Regions from separate parts of the Mus musculus genome. Here all the other regions are linked to region 1. The links are chromatin contacts, called in public Hi-C and HiChIP or PLAC-seq maps. All regions are on one chromosome and are shown on one strand. The core of a region is the stretch at or near the end of the contact, and the rest is flanking DNA. Distances in the headings are between cores, read along the strand shown. Region 1 overlaps Pgm2 (phosphoglucomutase 2). Region 2 has its middle 10 kb from the start of Gm43837. Region 3 overlaps Tbc1d1 (TBC1 domain family, member 1). Region 4 overlaps Tbc1d1 (TBC1 domain family, member 1). Region 5 has its middle 62 kb from the start of Rell1. Region 6 overlaps Tbc1d1 (TBC1 domain family, member 1).

Region 1 (2,672 bases), core at 49-2,548:
TACGCATCACACATCCATCACTACAAAGATGAGTAGATCCTGAAGATAGAGTCTGGTTACCGGACAGTAATGGAACAGTGCTTTCAAACTCTGAGGCTGGGGAATGTGAGAAAGGCAAGACATGTTCAGCCCTGAGGCCTCCCCAGCTTTACTTTCACCGTCCCAGAAAACACTTAGAAGATGTGATGTAGGAAAATGAAGACAGGAAGAAGCCATGAGTTCAGGAGTGAGGGTCTCAGCCTTGGCAAACGGCATTCTGAGGAGGACAGCTGTGCGCTCAATCCAGAGGATGATCCAGCTGCATGGAGGGGTGGAGGAAGACCAATGGACACAGACAGGGGCCACATAACAGCTGGGACCTGGGAGCAGTAAAAAAAATGTCACCGAGAACTATTAGGGAGGACTAGTGACATTTGGCATAAAAATCCAGACAACCAAGATACAATCATATACAAAACAAATAACCCTAACTGGTTATAGGAACGTAACTTTTCATGTACAGAAGGGCAGGACTCTGAAGAAGCTACTGAGAAACTCAGATCATGGTAATGGTTAACCATCATAATCAAGGCTCAGGGACGATTCCTGACGCCAGGCACAGGGCTTCTGTATGTAGGAAGTCTATGCATGGATTCTTTATCTCCATGAGACAGGAAAAAGTTCCATGGCAAGCAGCAGGAGAAACGATTGAGAGGAAAGGTGGTTGGTTGTCTCAGTGTGACAATAAAATGTCACACTTCACTATAATCTTTCTAATAGCATTTACCTCTTATAAATATATTCTGTTCATATGAAAAATTTGAAACAAAATACAAAAAGGTAAATATCAAGGAAGACATCTAAAATTCCGTCAGGATATTCCTGCTGTCCTCCTAACCTGGGCATGGCCGGCTCTACACTTCTGCTACCTCTGGCTCTAAGGGAGATCCTGATGCAAACATTTGCAGCTAGGCCACATGCAACCAGAGAACAAGGCCAAACACATCAGAAAGCCACTTATCAGTGGTTCCCCCAGAGTGGACCAGTCTCGAGTCATCTGGAATCTAATTAGACATGCGAATTCTTCATTCTTAGCCCCGAGCTACGCAATGAGAGACTCCAGGGTGGCTTTCAGCACTGTTTGCTTGTGACAGGATGTCATAATAACCCAAGCTGGTCTCAAACTCAGACTTATGATGCTCCTGTCTTGTTCTCCAAGTGTAGGGATTTAAAGATTTATAGGTATGTGTCATCATATCCGGCTAATTCTGGTTAGTCACCCGTCCTCTTGGTGTGGGTGACTCAGATACTCTCTGGAGTGACGTGTTCTGGTGAAGAGAAAAAGCTGGGTCCAGAGTCAAAAGGCTTCTCCTCCACCTGGACCCTGACCAGTCACTGCCCTTCTGAGTCACCATTTCTTTGCCTGTGGGAGGATGGCTTGGAATGTCATTAGTCATCAAATGACTAGTGAGATCACTTGCATTTCTAACTCATGGCTTCTAGTTTTTCCCACATATCCTATTTTATTTGTTTATTCTTTATCTGATGCTAGGGGCCTAACCCAAGGCCTTGTCATGTGCCAGGCAAGCAGCCTACCCCCAAGCTATACACATCCAGCCTGAATTTTCAATCAACCATGGAAATAAAGGAATCTATTCAAATGGTAGGCAATGGTGAACACAGAATAGATTAGTTGACAGAAGTAAATGTGACTTACAGCTTTCTTGTCAGGCTGGCTATCATCATAGCCAGTTGTAAGGTCCCTGATAGCAGAGATTTCAAACTTGCCACACATTTTGGGATAATTATTCTTCCCGTCATAGTTTCTCAGGTTTCCAAATAAGTTTTGAATTGTGCCCTGATCATGGCAGATAAAATATGAAGCTGTGGTAATATGATAGCCGTACCTATAAAAAGAAACCATGAATGTAAGCAAAATGAGCCACAAAAATTCTGCAGAATGTATGGCAAGATGTGTGCCAACTAGCTCACTCTAAAGTGAGTGAAACAGGGAACTCTAACCAACTTCAAAAAGATGAGTTAACATTAAAGAAGAAGCTGGGGCTGGCATGATGCTTCAGTGGGTAAGGGTGATTGCTGCCAAGCATAGCAACCTTAGTGGATCCCTGGAACACACATAATAAAAGGAGAGAAACAATTCCTCAGTTGTCCTCTGACTTCCATGTGTTTGGTGGCACGTGTGTACCCACTCATATATACACAATATATATATATATATATACATATATATATATATATATATATAGAGAGAGAGAGAGAGAGAGAGAGAGATAGGTAGAGAGATATAGATATACACACACACACATATGCACATACCACATACACACACACAAACAATAAATAAATGTTAAAAACAAGTAAAGGGGTTGAAGAGATGGCTCAGTGATTAATAGCATGAGCTACTTTTCCAGAGGACCCAGGTTTGAGTCTCAGCTCCCTCATTGTGGTTCACAAACATCTGCAGCTTCACACACATCATAGCAATTTCAGGAGACCCGATGACCTCTTCTGGCCTTTGCAGGCACCAGGCATACACACGGTGCATGGAGACATGCAGTCGAAACACCCATACACATAAAATAAAGGTGAATACATTTTAAAAGAAGACAAAAAAGAGGTCCAGGGCAGAAGAGATAGCTCAGCCGGTGAAGTGCTTGCCTTACAGGCATGAG
Region 2 (2,672 bases), core at 95-2,594, 260 kb before region 1:
CTTGAACTCACAGAGATCTGCTTACCTCTGCCTCCTGAGTTCTGGGATTAGAGGTTGGCACCATTACACTCACCTAGCTCATTTTGTTTTTAACATGTGCTCTAGGGGACCAAATTCCTGTCCTCACACTTATACAGCAAGCAGGTTGCCAACAGAGCCATCTCCCCAGACCTGACGCAGGTGCAGTTGGAAACCCTCTCTGAGGATGTATCCTGTGAGCACAGATGGAATAAAAGGAGTAGCTTGTAGTTTATACTACCATGAAGATGACCATGAATCACACTCCTGTGAATAAATCTTTGTGTATGCTTCTGATGGGTTCTTTGAATCTATTTCTGGTGCGGAGTTAATGAGTCAGAAGAGCAAATGTTTTAAGGGTCTCGCTTGAAACAATGTGCTGAAGCCTCTCCTGTTATTGAGCCTTCTCTTTAGAGCTAAAAAGAAGCAATTATCAAAGACCTAGATTTCAAGGCATTTTAAGTATGTACTTAACCTTTTGTCATGTTAAAGATTTCAGGGGCATTTATACCAGTCTCTCTGAGCCTGGCTGTGGCCACGATCCTATGCAGTCCTTTCATCCTCTAGTTCCACACCCCTCCATGCCATTCTTTATGCTAGAGCTGGGTTAGGTCATGGAATTTTAGTGTGAGAAACGACCCAGATGATAACAAGTCCACCCCATTTGCTAGTTGGGAAAACTGAGACCCAGAGATACTCCTGAACTGCTCAAAGCCTCATGGTAAGTTCTTCCTGGTCTATAAAGGCTCACTCTCCTGGTTTCTGCTTCTGCAACAGAGTCAGTGGTAAGTGAAACATCCATGTGGTGTCTCATGGTGTACAAACGGCAGGCAGAAGTTTAGAGCCAATGTCACAGATACAGCTTGCCAGATTCACCTGTCCTGCAGGTGGCGGTGAACATTAATGTCACTAGATAGTAGATGTGGTCATAGGACAGTGATGGGTAATGTGACATTCAAATGTTAGTGATGACCACTGGTGACAGAGCAAGAGACGTCCCCACATCAGATATGGGTCCCCGTGGGAAAGGTCACTGGTAAGGCCACCATGGCCTTGGGACCTGTGGGCCTGAACAGAAGACCTCAATGGAAAGAGGCTGGTTTTTAGCCCATAAGAATCCCTGCAGCTGGGGAAGGAGTCACATAAGGCCACCCTGAGGCACAGAGACTCTTCAGCCCAAGTCAGGGGATAGACAGAGAAAGCTGCCCGGCTGGAGGCCTCTGACAGGGTCAGCTTTCATGGGCTGCCAGGTCTCTCCAGGGAGGCCAGCTGCCCAGCCCAAAAGGCTTGGGCCACCCTGACACGTGAGAGAAGACTCTTGTTCTGTCACCGCTCTCCTCGCTGGGCTGCGTTCCAGGCATGCAGGGGAATGGCGCCCAGCAAGGGGAGGAGGTGAGCTGAGAGAGGGGAGGAGGAGGAGCAAGCTTCCCAGGGCAGACTTCCAGGAGGAGGGAGTCAATGCCAAGAGAGAAAAGAGAAGATTTAAGGTTAACTCCGGTTCGGTGTTTAACTATTACTTTAGACTTGAAAAGCTAAAATCTGAAAGAAGGCTTTTTTTTTCCAATTCAAAGGCTTTTTTTTTTTTAATTGCCTCAACCCAACCCAGAAGTTGTAAGCCTGACTTAGTCATTGAGGGGGACAGCAGAGTTCTCCCTGTTGTAGATAACACTTAAAATGACATCAGGAGACTGTTATGTTTCTCATTGCTCTGATAGACTCCCTAACAAAAGAAACCTAAGAAGAAAAGTTCATTGGTAGGGAAGCATGCGATCTGTTGTGGCAGGAAAGGCAAGGCAGGAGACCGTGGTCAAGAAGCAGAGAGATGGAAGCTGGTGCTCAGCCTCCCCCACCCCACCCCACCTCACCCCCACTTTGCCTTTTCAGTCCAGGACCCTAAGAGATGGTGCTTCCCACATTTAGGGCTATTTTCTTCTCAGTTAGCCCTTTGGGGAACACAGTCACAGAGTGGCTCCTATGTAATTCTGAATCCGGCCAAGGTGAGAATGAAGATTACCATAACAGAGACCCACAAAACTCAGGTTTCTGCCCCTATTGCTTTCATGGGGGTAAATTTGTAATAGTTAAGTGATGATAGATAGATAGATAGATAGATAGATAGATAGATAGATAGATAGACAGACTGATGGAAGACAGATAGACATGCCTCCTGCCAACTGCCCCTGCCTCATGTTTTTCTGATGCTGCGGTTACACATGAGGTTGACTTGAGCTGCTTTCTGGCTGTCTTTTTTACACACAGTAGAGTTTCAAAACTAACCCTTTTCTGCGAACTGGTCTCTCACTCTACTTTCGTGCACTAAGCTACGAGCCAAAGTAATGTTTAGACTCCTCTTCCAAGTTTCAGCTGAATGTTGCATTTCTTAAAAGTTTTTTTTTCTTTTTCCTAAAATCTTTTCTTCTTTTAGAGCCCCAGCAACTTGCATGACCAAGGTCAGTGTCACTCGGAAGGCAAGCTTAACTCACAACTGCATCCACCAACTTGTGTCTGTAAGCCATAGAGCTCCATGTTCTCTCAAGCCCTCCAGGGCCTTCCCCAGTCGTCCACTCCTCAGTCATCCATTCGGTCGCTGTTGGGCAGCCTGCCCTTCCTTTACAATTATTCTTCAGAGTTCTGGAGTGCACATCAGGAAGCTG
Region 3 (2,672 bases), core at 47-2,546, 230 kb before region 1:
TTCTGATTTAGTTCGTTAGATAGATTTCTAAGTTACTTCCTTCCTTCAGTATCTCTCCAAGGACCTGGCCTGTTTCCCCCCCAGGCAACAAAAGCTTAAGACTCTCTCATCATTATTCAAAGCACAATTGTTGGCAGTCAGCATCTGGGGCCAAGCTGGTCTCCTGCAAAGCTTAGTGTAGAAAGAGCCTCTCAGAAAGCTCCTGGACTGTCTGACCGTGGCAAGGACACTGTCTGCTCTGCAATAAAAGGGCTGATTCTCCTGGGACACCTCTGATCGCAACTACAAAGAGCGCGGGGTGGGAAAGGTCCTGCGGTCCTGGGAAAGCCCGGGCTGCTGGTGCCTTTGGTGAGTTAATGAGCGACTACACAGAGGCTCGGGAAGCCGCTCGGCAAATATGCTCTACCTGCAACTGCTCCAGGAGGTCAAGGTTCTGTTTGCGCAAGCTGCTGTTGGTTTTCTCCAATTTCTCCATTCTTTGGTTGTCACTGAGAGGCGAGGACTCAATAAGCTCCTCCTGGAGCACGTGGTACTCGACCTCATAGGCCTGGAGCTGCTTGGCGATGTCCATCTCAAACACCTGTTGGGTAGAGAAGCCACCAGGCTGAGTCACTGAGACAGGCCTCCCACGGGCACAGGTACCTGTGCTCACGCGCACGCGTGGAAGCACACGGAGAGGAGAAAACTCAGCTCTGACAAGGTCAATGGTTTTACACGGTGAGGACAACAAACACCTAGAGGTAATTGCAAAGGAAAAGAATAAATATAGGTTCTAACACGCTTCTACAAGGCCAAAAAGATTTAAAAAACAAAAAAACTTTTCAAGGCCTAGAGAGACAGCTCAGCAGTTAAAAGCACTGGCTGCCCTTCTCGAAGATTCAGGTATAATTCTCAGCACCCACTGGTGGCTCCTAGCTGTAACTCCAGTTCCCAGGGGAGCTGACACCCTCTTCTGGCCTTCATAGGCACCAGGCACTCAGGGGCACAGACAAGACTTTCAAAACTGTAGTTCTTAGCGGCTTTCCCTGCAAATGCTATGAAATACGCTGACTATAGGTTAAATGTGACAAAGGACTCATGTTCTGTTTGCAAGGTCACCACATTTAGTTACAATTCAGCTGGGTTTTTAAGAATTGTAAGAATGACAAAGTAATGGGACTGTTTATAGAAAAAGTCCTCTTGACCCAGATCTGCAGAAATGAGCCAATCCCAACTGTCACTCACACATGGATGAGCAGAGCCGGCTCTCTTCCTTTAACAGCAACAGTGACAACAGAGCCACACTTGTGAAACAAGCCCAAAGTGCAGACGCCACCCAGGGGGCAGTGTCTGCACTTTCTCCTGAGGAGGAAGAGCGACAGGGCTGGAGTGGGCCCAGTGTGAGTCAGCAGACTGCTGCTCACTGCAATGCCCTCTCTCCAATAAGGTAAGCCTGCAGGCTGAAGTCACCCAGCAGAGGCCTATAACAGGTACTTTCCTGATACTGCTGTGACAAAATGGTCAATGAAAGTAACAAAGAACAAAGGGTTTATTTTGGCCCAGTTCATGAGGTGGAGAGCCTGGGCGTCTGGAGCCTGAGGTGGCAGGAGACAGAGGAGTCTGGAGCCTGAGGTGTCTGGAGCCTGATGTGGCAGGAGCCTGAGGTGGCAGGAGACAGGGGTGTCTGGAGCCTGAGGTGGCAGGAGGCTAAGGTGTCTGGAGCCTGAGGTGGCAGGAGACAGGGGTGTCTGGAGTCTGAGGTGACAGGAGACAGGAGTGTCTGGAGGCTGAGGTGTCTGGAGCCTGAGGTATCTGGAGCCTGAGGTGGCAGAAGCCTGAGATGGCTGGGTACAATACACGCACAGCCAGGAAGCCTAGAGCCAAGTGTAGCAGCTCAGTTCACTGTCTCCTTTCTCCTCCCGGGAGCTGTCTCTCCTGGGATGGCACTGTCCGAATTTAGGGTAAGTTTTCTCACTTTAATTAGCCTAATCTGGAAACTGTCTTAGACCAGTCCTAAGGTGATTCTATCTTGGCAAGCTGACAGTCGAAAGCAACCATCACAACTCTCAAGGTGGTCTGGCAGTCTAGAACACTCTTCTGAGAATGGAGTTGCGGCTTCTGAAGGACAGAAGCTGTACTCTACTGCATTTCCTAACTAATGCAGCCAACACCCTTCCTAGCTGTGGGACGCCAGCTTTCCCCTAGGGTCCCCTACAGGGTTCCCTTCCCTATGAGCACTGAAGCTGTCCTACAAAGCCCTGCCACATTCCTGCCATTCCCAGTTGTCTTAAAAAAAAAAATTCAGCTTCCTAGTTTTCAGGTTAACTCCATGATTAATACTAAGTAGATTCAAAAGTTAGTCTATGCAAATACTAAGTCCCGTGCTGTCACGTCTACCTGATTTCTTTTTGTTCCTGAGAGGCTCAGTGGGCACCATTAGCATTTCCCATCCCTGGTGACAGCTCAGGCTGGGAGTCAGCTTTGCCCCTGAGGATCTGAGGGACTCAGTCTCTCTGGGCCTCAGTTCCTGGCCTCCCACACAGGGCGTAACACCTACCTCCCCGCACTGAGCTGGGGGTGAAGGGATACAGTTCACAGAGGTTCCGGTGCATGCCTGGAAAGCCTCCATCTTAGCTGGACCTTCTGGAACTGAACCTCGTATCTCAGCAGAACTGCAATGGATATGCACTGTG
Region 4 (2,672 bases), core at 119-2,618, 210 kb before region 1:
AGCAGTCCATTGAGCTGGAGACAGAGAAAGCCCCATGGCACCTGCTGAGCCTGGCAGCAGCTTTCTCCTGGCTGGCTGCAGTCTATACTAAGGGAAAGGCAGAGGGCAAGATGTAAGAAAGCAGGAAACAGAGCCAGCGGGACAAGCAGTGAGGCTAAGGAGCTCTGCACAGAGCTGCCAAAGTACTTCCTCCAGTCCTTGGGCCACACAGTCCACAACAGGCTGGGTAAAGATGAAGCCAGGCCACAGCTGAAATCACATTTTGTAAACTAGAGAATATGACCAAACGATAAAGTCTACTGTTTTTATTCTTTGAAGGAACAAGTCTTACAAAAAGCTGTTACAAAAAGTAAAAGGCCAGTCTCATAAACCAAGAGACAGAAAGCAAACCACTGAAAAGCCAAAGTCCTTCTCCCCTGTGGTGTTCTTCCTCCAGCCGCTTACTGTAGGAAAGCTACACTGAAAGGCATGGACTGTGCCATCACTCTACACCACACACCTCTACTGGGCCCAGACCGCCACAGTACAGACGGAATATACACAACAGACAAGATACACAGTGTGGACTAAACAAAAGATGGTGACACATGTCATGGCCAGAGCTGGAGGCCTACCATGCTAGGCCTTATTTGATGTCGACTCACAGAAGAACAGGAGTCCTGCAGAAGGCTGCCAGACTTCACCACTGGGTCTAGGTCAGCAACCAGGATGTCTGGTTCACATAGGGACAAAATGATGCTGGCAGGATCCCTGGATAAACCCTAGGACCCTGGTGGAGGTAAGTCGCGACACAGATTGCTGCAAATAGAGGCTCTTCAGGCCCCTGGGAGGATGCTGGAGGTCATCCAAAGTGGAGGCCAGGCCAGCACTGGGCCAGAGGTGAGAAAAAAGGAGGGCCAACAGAGTGGGGGCTGTGTGCAGCTGGCCTTGGAAGCAGAAGGGAGAGGGTGGGGCTGAACAGGGGCAGAGAGGATGTGAATCAGGCGCTGTTTTCTAGGGGAAAGGCCAGTGAGCTGGGGCTCAGACAAACAGTGCTTCCTAGGGAGAGGGCTGGCTGGGGAGGGAGGGGGCAGGGGCAGGGGAGTGTGGCCAATCTGGACTTCATTCTCTTTCTGCAGAAAAGGGATGACATTCAAGCAGTCAGAGGCAGAGGGCTGACCTGTCCAGGAAGAGTAAGGGGAATGCAGACAAGAAGCCAAAGGAAGAAAATGCAAAACAGGGAGCAAAATTTCTTGTGTTTCCTCTCCTCCTGTGCCATGGGGGAGTGGAGAAGGCAGGAGAGAGACCTGCCACTCCTTTCCACACCCCTACCCCCAGGTCAGTTTTCAGTTCACCTCACAGAACAGGAACACGATGCCACTGTTCTGTTACCACACTAACAAATTCAGCTGCTGATAATGTACAAATATCCTCCACAGGGTCACCAGGCCAGATGGGCTTTGGCTGGAGATCGATTGGCCATGCCAGTCAGCCTCCCCCTTCACCTGCCCAGTACTGGCATCTCTTAGCACCATGGAGCCTGTAGGGCTTGGAAGTCTTAGGCTGTCAGAATGATGGTGGATAGGTCCCTGCACCTCTGCGCTGATGGCCATGCCACTTGACTGCTCAGTGCCTCGCCATCAACATGGCAAAGATACATTGAGTACCTACTATGTGTCGGGCACTGTCCTTGGAGTTGAGAGTACACTCTAATACAGCCCAAGTGCAGCCCATGGAGGGCACCATCCTGCTGAGCAGAGGTAGGGGCTAGGAGGGGATGAACACAGTTCTCATGCAAATTAGTTATGAGATCATGAACAAGTTATGTAACCTCTCTGCACTTGTCTATGTGTACTGTTGTGAAAATGAAAAGAAATGGATTGAGTAAATTTCATACAACATTCAACTCAAGGTAAAGTTAAGTGTTAGCATTAAACAATAACAGCAATAATAATAATAATAATAATAATAATCACTGCAGTAGTTGAGTACCAGGGAGAAAGAGTGTGGGTTAGGAAGGGTGGGCTTGGCCTGTGGGCGGAGAAGCTACAGTCAGGACAGTTCTGAGGATGACATTCAAAGCCAGCCCTGCAGAGTAGTCTGAGGGACTTTTCCAAGCATGAAGATACTGTGTGTGGCTCTGACTCCGGCCTGACCCAGCTCACCGTCTCCACTGCGGCTGTAACACGGGGAAAGACCCACAGAATGGGCAGTGCAGTGCACTGAGCAGAGACAGGCGCATGTCCTGGGGAGGGGGGACGACATCCTCAGCATCCAGAACTGGCCTTCGGGAAGGCCACGGAGCTAGCTCCCCCCAGCAGAGACAGGCCTTGGGAGCAAGTAGGAAGGCAGGGCTCCATCGCTGCTCAGCCACCAACAGTCAGAGGGTCTCTTGTTCCACATAATTACATTCTAAGTCAGCGAGGTCTTTTCCATGGAAACTGCAAATCCAATACACTGCTTCCTTTCTGCGTTTTAAAAGCTATTCCAGAACCAAGGCACTGCCCACTTTCCAAGACGAAACTGCCAACACACAGTTTTCTACAATTATTCTGACAAGTTCTGTTTGTACACCACAGCCCAGAGACTGCTTCTAAAAGCAAACCAAGCTTGTGTGTTTCTCCTGTAGCCAATCCAAGCCGATGTGTCTCCCAGGTTGCTCCTTCAGTGTACTGTAAAGCATCCCTTGGAAA
Region 5 (2,672 bases), core at 117-2,616, 210 kb after region 1:
TTTTTTTTTTTTCTGGGTGCGAGGGAGCAGGACAAGGGCATACAACTCCATTCCCTCGAGGATAGTGCCTGTAATGAAAGCTCTTACAGATTGATGCCTTTGGCACGGTGCTCTCTCTCCCCACTTCCCCCACGCTCCTCTGTCTCGCCTATTTCTAGCCCCTTACTACGTTCTGGCCCAGACGGTGCCCCAGGCTCTTCTTGTTTTCTTGTTCCTTGCCCCAGTGTTGTAGAAAATATTTAATCTCAATTTGAGGTTTCTACCCTGACTTTGACCATTTTTTTTTCCTAGATAAAAGACACAGGGAACCTTTATATTTACAAGCCTTAAACAGCACAGCTGGGCAAATATCTACCTTCTATGCTGTTAAAATATATTTCCTGTTGATAACCCTGAGTTATTACTGTTTCACATGGGCTGCTCTTAACTCCAGTTGGCCAGCCCTCAGGGCTGTGCTTTCTTGACTCCTAACCCAGGGCATCTTACTCCCCTCTCCACCTTTCTCTCTCCCCTTGTGATCATCTCCAACTCCAATGCTGCCGGGAACACTAAGCCCCCACCTATCTCAATTTTGCCCAGCTATAGGCTGTAGGCATCTTTATTCACTAATCAGAAATAACTTGAATCTATGTGGGGACTCTCTGGGACAACCAAGTCTTGCTCCCCTCACACTTAGCATTACAATTCATAGCAACAGACCAAACCTCAACATCCCATCCTTAGGACCAACTGCGAATCTAAGGAGCCCTAAGTCATTTTGCTAGAGAATGGTATTTTTTAAAATAAGGACACAAGCTGTGCTCATTGATACTGGGTGTCGCAGCCTCTGCCCTCTGTATAGTAATCCATATAGTATACACATCTTTGTGTTTCTGTGTGCTAAGAGTCCAAGTCCACACGGTACCTCTGACTCCGTACTTGTTCCATTCATTTTAACCTTATGTTATTTTCAACTTTGTAGGAAACACCACTCTTACTATATAAGAACGTTTTCAATGCAGGCATGCACATTTAGGGCCTGAGGTTCTCTCCACAGTCATTCCCGCCTTCATCTGTGTTCACAGGCACTGTCAGGGTTGGGAATGTGGCAAATCATGGCCAGTCTGGATCCCCTGGTCAGTGCTCTCTGTATCTGGGCTCCTGGAGGATCTATGGTTTTGGGGGTGGGGCACTGTTTATGGTTTTGCACACTTCTGCAATTCCTTCTCAAGTTTGTCTTGCTGGCCAGCCTTGCGCTATCCAAAACTTACAGTTGAAAAAGTGAAGGTTAGGGGACTTACAAATGGGGTCCCCGCAACTTGGAGCTTTGTAGCCAAGTGTTTGACGCTGAGCATCCACCTTACACAGAGATAGCACTTTGGCCCCCTCTTCTGGTTGGATGTAGGAACTGCAGTGGGGCATGATCCGGCCATTTGTGTGTACTGGTGTGCAGAGCCCCCGTGATGTGTTGGCAGAATGAATAAACCTTTAAAAATAAAGGATATCACTAGCTAGCTAATGGGAGTAAAGGAGCGAGTTTGGTTTTTTTTTCCTGATCATTTTTTTTCTGACCCTGTCAATCTATCTTGTTTTTCCCTTCAAACGCTTCCTCACTGTCTGAGGCCAGACAGTGCCTGTGAACACAGATGAAGGCAGGAATGACTGTGGAGAGAACCTCAGGCCCTAAATGCTGTCATAGAAATGGTGTGACTAAGCAATTGGGACTCAGAGAGATAGCTTGACCTTCGATGTAGAGCTGAGCCTTACCTCTGCCACTCACGCTGTATGCTGGGAACCAGGCTCTTGGCTTCTTTGAGGCTTAGCATTTTCCCGAGCCATCGTTTGCACAGTGGATTTGCTTGTTGGTTTACTTTTGCATGTGGATGTGGTGTGTGTGTGTGTGTGTGTGTGTGTGTGTGTGTGTGTGACATGCCTGTGTGTTGTACATTCTCATGTGTGTGGGCATGCATATGTTAATACTGAGTGTCTTAAATTTCTCTTTACTTCATTGGGTTCTCTAACTAAACCCAGGCACCACTGATTTAATTAGTCTAGCTACCCAGCTTGCTGTAGGGATCCCTTTGTGCTTTTTTAAGGAGTAGAAAATTCACACAAAATCGTGATGCGTGCCATAGCCTGCCCGTAAACTCCCAGAAGGCACTGCTGTTTTAGTGGGTATTGGTGCCACTGTTTTGTATGGCTATAAACAAAATACCTGGGGTCGAATGGTTTCAAAGGATAAAAGGCTTAACTGCTCCCAAGTTTGGGAGGTTGAAAAGTCTGAGCTTAGCAGCCACATTTAATAAAGCCCTTGATGTTCACTGGACAATGGCAGGTGCACCATCACTGTAGCAGGAGGGTTTGTGAGACGGGCCAAGGAAGACTCAGAGAAGAGGAAAAACCGCTCTCAGGGTAACCAATGCAACCCCACAAGACACAACTCACTCCTTAATTCTGTCTTGAGACCTGATGCTGTTACTTGAGAAATAAACAGTTTGTTCTTGAGAGTGGAGCCTCCACAGCCTAATGACCCTTTAAGATCCCACGGGCCCTCAACATGATTACCTTGTGAAGAAGGAACGCTAAAAGAAAGAGTCACCTTAATATGAGCTACTCACTTTAAGGGTGATGTGACCTAAAAGTCTAAGTGGGGTCAACTCCTGTGTGTGCACCGGTCAGTATGGGATGAAATA
Region 6 (2,672 bases), core at 62-2,561, 170 kb before region 1:
ACTGTCTCACTAGAATGTCATCTAGAGGTTACCAAAGATATAAGGGTATTAAAGCTGTTATATAATAACACCTGCTTCTCAGAGACAAGTTCTTGCTTCCTGCAAAGATGGGGAAAGTTCCAAAAATAATAATGAAGTTCACAAGCTGCAGCACTGACTGCTCAAATACCATGACCAGATTGCTAACTCCAGAGAACAGGCTTTTCACAGGCTTATAGGAAGTATGGTCCTGTATGGAGAGTTCCCACCACTTAACCAACTTCTTTATCTTTGCCTAGTATGTTCATGGATGTTTACCTACAGTTCAAGGCTCTTTCTGACTCTGATCTAATGTTGAGATTTAACTTGGCACTCTTGATGCTAAAACTATACTGTATGTTCTGCCTGGAGTAAAGACATGTTTATCACATGTGACTTGCCATAATTCAGGGGAAGTCATTTAACTTCTTGCTGCATTCCACTGTCTGCCTCTGTAAGAGTACAGTGAAAATTCACTGCACCATTTCCTGAATTAAGCAAGATGAGACCACTTTAAAGTGGCTTGTATTCCGACTGATGCTACAGAAATAAGCTAAAGTTTCACTGAGTACTCCCTCCTTACTGTATGCTCAAACATTCAACAAGAGTCCTAACAAATCAACCTTGGTGGTCATGCCTATAATTTCTGCCCTTGAAGGCAGAGGTCAGAGGATCAGGAGTTCTGGGCCATCAAGGTCACCTTGAGCTAGGTACAAAACCAGAAAAGGGGATGGAGGGGACACATAAAAACAAAGGATGGGAGTCTTAAGAACTTCATAATCAACACTAAGGTATCTGAAATTCCGACTCCCTGGCTACTTCCTTGGCACAATGCCCAGGCTTTCCACAGGATTTAATTCGTAGCATCAGTACCTTCCCTTCTCCAAGCTTTCTACTACCAAACCACACCTCTTCCCCTCACTCCTCTGAGGTCCAAGCCACCAGTATCTGTTGTCTGCAGCTCTCGTCTCGTCACACTCCCCCTCATGTGGGGTTTACTTGTTCAACTGTACCTTCTCACCTATGGACCCAGCCATCTTTTTACAATAGGTGACCAGCAGCACTTGACATTTGCACACTTGAACGTGGAAGTACAATCAGTGTGTGTCCTGTGAAGGCTGGATGATGATGTGGCCTGCTGTGCCTTAACTTAGAACGCTACATGGAGAAGACTGACTTCCAGGTCTTCCGGCACAACGCCAGCTACAAAAGCAGCAGGAGCAGCGACACGGTCTTGCTGCCGAGCGGTGTCAGCATTGAGATCCCAGCCAGAACAAGTGAAGCACAGAGGCAGCTTAAAGTCTGAGTCATGCTCATCTAAAGGAATGAGTCTCAAACCACACACTACACACCCCAGTAGGTAGTAATATCAATTTAGTGGCTTGCCAGGAGCATCTTAAAAATAAATGAGCAGAAATAACAGTGTATGCAGCCCATTATCCAGAGAGTGCTTTCATTTTAACTCATTTTCATTTTGTGTGGGAGGGCTATGTGTATTTGCAAACTATGTCAAATGTTAAATGTCTTTCTTATTGTTGGCGAGGATCTGAAGCCTTTGAAAACTTCAAGTCTAGGACAGAGCTTTGGTGAGGGGCTGGGGCTCATAAGCTTCCTTGTTCTTACATCAGAGCATGCTGACAATATGGAGGAAGGCTGCCTCCTGACTGGCAGTCATAGGGTTAAATAAACCAGGTCCCGTCACGTGTAAATGACCCTGGAACAAGATAGAAAGCAAGGGGACAAGTAGGTGTGTCACCACAGAAGGCGGTCGGGCAATGCATCATACCTGTGTCCTGCGGCAGACCACGGGGCAAGGCTTGGCTGCTTATTCAAACAAAACAATCATGTTTTCTCACGGTCATGGGATCAGCTACAGGCCACAGTCTCAGGAATTTCTGCTGCACAATTCCCTGAATTCACAACCCCCTCCCCACCTTTGAAGCTGTCTCAATCTTTTATTATTACAAACTCTACTTTGGATAAGAAGCCCATGGTTGTTACAGATCAGGTCTCATCTGTCTAAAAATATGATCTTGATTCTCTGTTTATAGCAATAGTTATTGGCCTTTTTATTTAAAACTTTTCACACAGCTTGCCCTCTACTTGTAGAGAAGTCTGGAAGCACTAAGTGTTTTATGACTAGAGGGGCATGGGCTTTTTTGTCCTGATAGCTGTGTAGAGTCAAGATGGGCAGGCCTGTTGGCTGCATCTTCAGGGGACCACTGAAAGAAACATGCTTACTTTGCTGGTGTTACTTAGAGTACTAGAAGTGGAGCTGTCCAGATCCACACTGGCGGAATGGTCCTGCAGGCCTCTGGCTTTATTACCCTACGAAGAGAAAAGGCAGTTGAGCCACAGCCCCAAAGTCATCAGCATCTGGAAGCAGCCTGGCCTTGTTAAATAAGCCCGGAAAATAAACTCACTGACAAGCACAGCTCAGCACAACCCTGCACTAACCATCACATTTCTGTCATCATTTTAAGAATCATACCAACCTAGATGATCCACAGAGCCCCATGGATCAGTCATTTGCTGGGGACAACAGACAGCAAGGTGGCCTAATACATCTATCATGATCCCCAAAGCACACTCAATAGCTCCTTCCTGAGTCATGGGCGATCATAACTGGCCACCTGGATGTCACTCAATCAACC

What was found. Hi-C and Micro-C count contacts between places; a contact is called where the count stands out from the background. HiChIP or PLAC-seq counts read pairs in DNA pulled down with a chosen protein or histone mark.
Region 2: a contact with region 1 is called in a FOXA1 HiChIP or PLAC-seq map of pancreatic cancer cells. The contact joins two enhancer-like sites. A contact is called at or near these places in 2 of 484 Hi-C or Micro-C datasets (adipose-derived mesenchymal stem cells and myocytes), 2 of 115 datasets of contacts at active chromatin or transcription factors (embryonic stem cells and pancreatic cancer cells) and 1 of 9 other capture datasets (pancreatic islet).
Region 3: a FOXA1 HiChIP or PLAC-seq map of pancreatic cancer cells shows a contact between it and region 1. The contact joins two enhancer-like sites. A contact is called at or near these places in 2 of 484 Hi-C or Micro-C datasets (adipose-derived mesenchymal stem cells and myocytes), 1 of 115 datasets of contacts at active chromatin or transcription factors (pancreatic cancer cells) and 1 of 9 other capture datasets (liver).
Region 4: a contact with region 1 is called in an HNF4G HiChIP or PLAC-seq map of pancreatic cancer cells. The contact joins two enhancer-like sites. A contact is called at or near these places in 1 of 115 datasets of contacts at active chromatin or transcription factors (pancreatic cancer cells) and 2 of 9 other capture datasets (adipose tissue and liver).
Region 5: a contact with region 1 is called in a Hi-C map of muscle stem cells, with 3 times the contacts expected there. The contact joins two enhancer-like sites. A contact is called at or near these places in 15 of 39 promoter capture datasets (the 3T3-L1 cell line, 3T3-L1-derived adipocytes, the C10 cell line and 12 more), 5 of 15 datasets of contacts at CTCF or cohesin (the NIH/3T3 cell line, embryonic stem cells, large pre-B cells and 1 more), 17 of 484 Hi-C or Micro-C datasets (the G1E-ER4 cell line, Sertoli cells, Th2 cells and 11 more), 4 of 115 datasets of contacts at active chromatin or transcription factors (embryonic fibroblasts, embryonic stem cells and pancreatic cancer cells) and 3 of 9 other capture datasets (adipose tissue, liver and pancreatic islet).
Region 6: a contact with region 1 is called in a FOXA1 HiChIP or PLAC-seq map of pancreatic cancer cells. The contact joins two enhancer-like sites. A contact is called at or near these places in 12 of 39 promoter capture datasets (the C10 cell line, the HPC-7 cell line, HPC-7-derived erythroid cells and 9 more), 4 of 15 datasets of contacts at CTCF or cohesin (the NIH/3T3 cell line, large pre-B cells, pro-B cells and 1 more), 34 of 484 Hi-C or Micro-C datasets (the AML12 cell line, B cells, CD4 T cells and 21 more), 6 of 115 datasets of contacts at active chromatin or transcription factors (astrocytes, embryonic stem cells, epiblast stem cells and 2 more) and 3 of 9 other capture datasets (adipose tissue, liver and pancreatic islet).

What each region holds. Positions count from the first base shown.
Region 1 is chr5:64,111,222-64,113,893 of GRCm38.p6, reverse strand. It overlaps Pgm2 (phosphoglucomutase 2), which reads right to left. Exons shown (of 14, transcript NM_025700.3): 12 at 1,697-1,886. Among named protein-coding and RNA genes, the nearest start is that of Pgm2, 20 kb to the right of the region's middle. Within about 2 kb of position 1,298, at least 75 of the 459 cell types and tissues checked have an H3K27ac peak or open chromatin away from gene starts, as enhancers often do. A contact at or near this core is called in the HL-1 cell line, adipose tissue, muscle stem cells and 2 more, where this site is marked.
Region 2 is chr5:64,366,308-64,368,979 of GRCm38.p6, reverse strand. No RefSeq gene overlaps it. Among named protein-coding and RNA genes, the nearest start is that of Gm43837, 10 kb to the left of the region's middle. Within about 2 kb of position 1,344, at least 85 of the 459 cell types and tissues checked have an H3K27ac peak or open chromatin away from gene starts, as enhancers often do. A contact at or near this core is called in myocytes and pancreatic cancer cells, where this site is marked.
Region 3 is chr5:64,343,160-64,345,831 of GRCm38.p6, reverse strand. It overlaps Tbc1d1 (TBC1 domain family, member 1), which reads right to left. Exons shown (of 22, transcript NM_001310611.1): 21 at 407-580. Among named protein-coding and RNA genes, the nearest start is that of Gm43837, 33 kb to the left of the region's middle. Within about 2 kb of position 1,296, at least 168 of the 459 cell types and tissues checked have an H3K27ac peak or open chromatin away from gene starts, as enhancers often do. A contact at or near this core is called in pancreatic cancer cells, where this site is marked.
Region 4 is chr5:64,324,842-64,327,513 of GRCm38.p6, reverse strand. The region is part of intron 17 of Tbc1d1 (TBC1 domain family, member 1); the gene reads right to left. Among named protein-coding and RNA genes, the nearest start is that of Gm43837, 52 kb to the left of the region's middle. Within about 2 kb of position 1,368, at least 129 of the 459 cell types and tissues checked have an H3K27ac peak or open chromatin away from gene starts, as enhancers often do. A contact at or near this core is called in adipose tissue and pancreatic cancer cells, where this site is marked.
Region 5 is chr5:63,905,360-63,908,031 of GRCm38.p6, reverse strand. It overlaps a transcript of Rell1 not described here. Among named protein-coding and RNA genes, the nearest start is that of Rell1, 62 kb to the left of the region's middle. Within about 2 kb of position 1,366, at least 19 of the 459 cell types and tissues checked have an H3K27ac peak or open chromatin away from gene starts, as enhancers often do. A contact at or near this core is called in muscle stem cells, where this site is marked.
Region 6 is chr5:64,279,005-64,281,676 of GRCm38.p6, reverse strand. It overlaps Tbc1d1 (TBC1 domain family, member 1), which reads right to left. Exons shown (of 22, transcript NM_001310611.1): 10 at 2,260-2,346. Among named protein-coding and RNA genes, the nearest start is that of Gm38634, 23 kb to the right of the region's middle. Within about 2 kb of position 1,311, at least 48 of the 459 cell types and tissues checked have an H3K27ac peak or open chromatin away from gene starts, as enhancers often do. A contact at or near this core is called in the HL-1 cell line and pancreatic cancer cells, where this site is marked.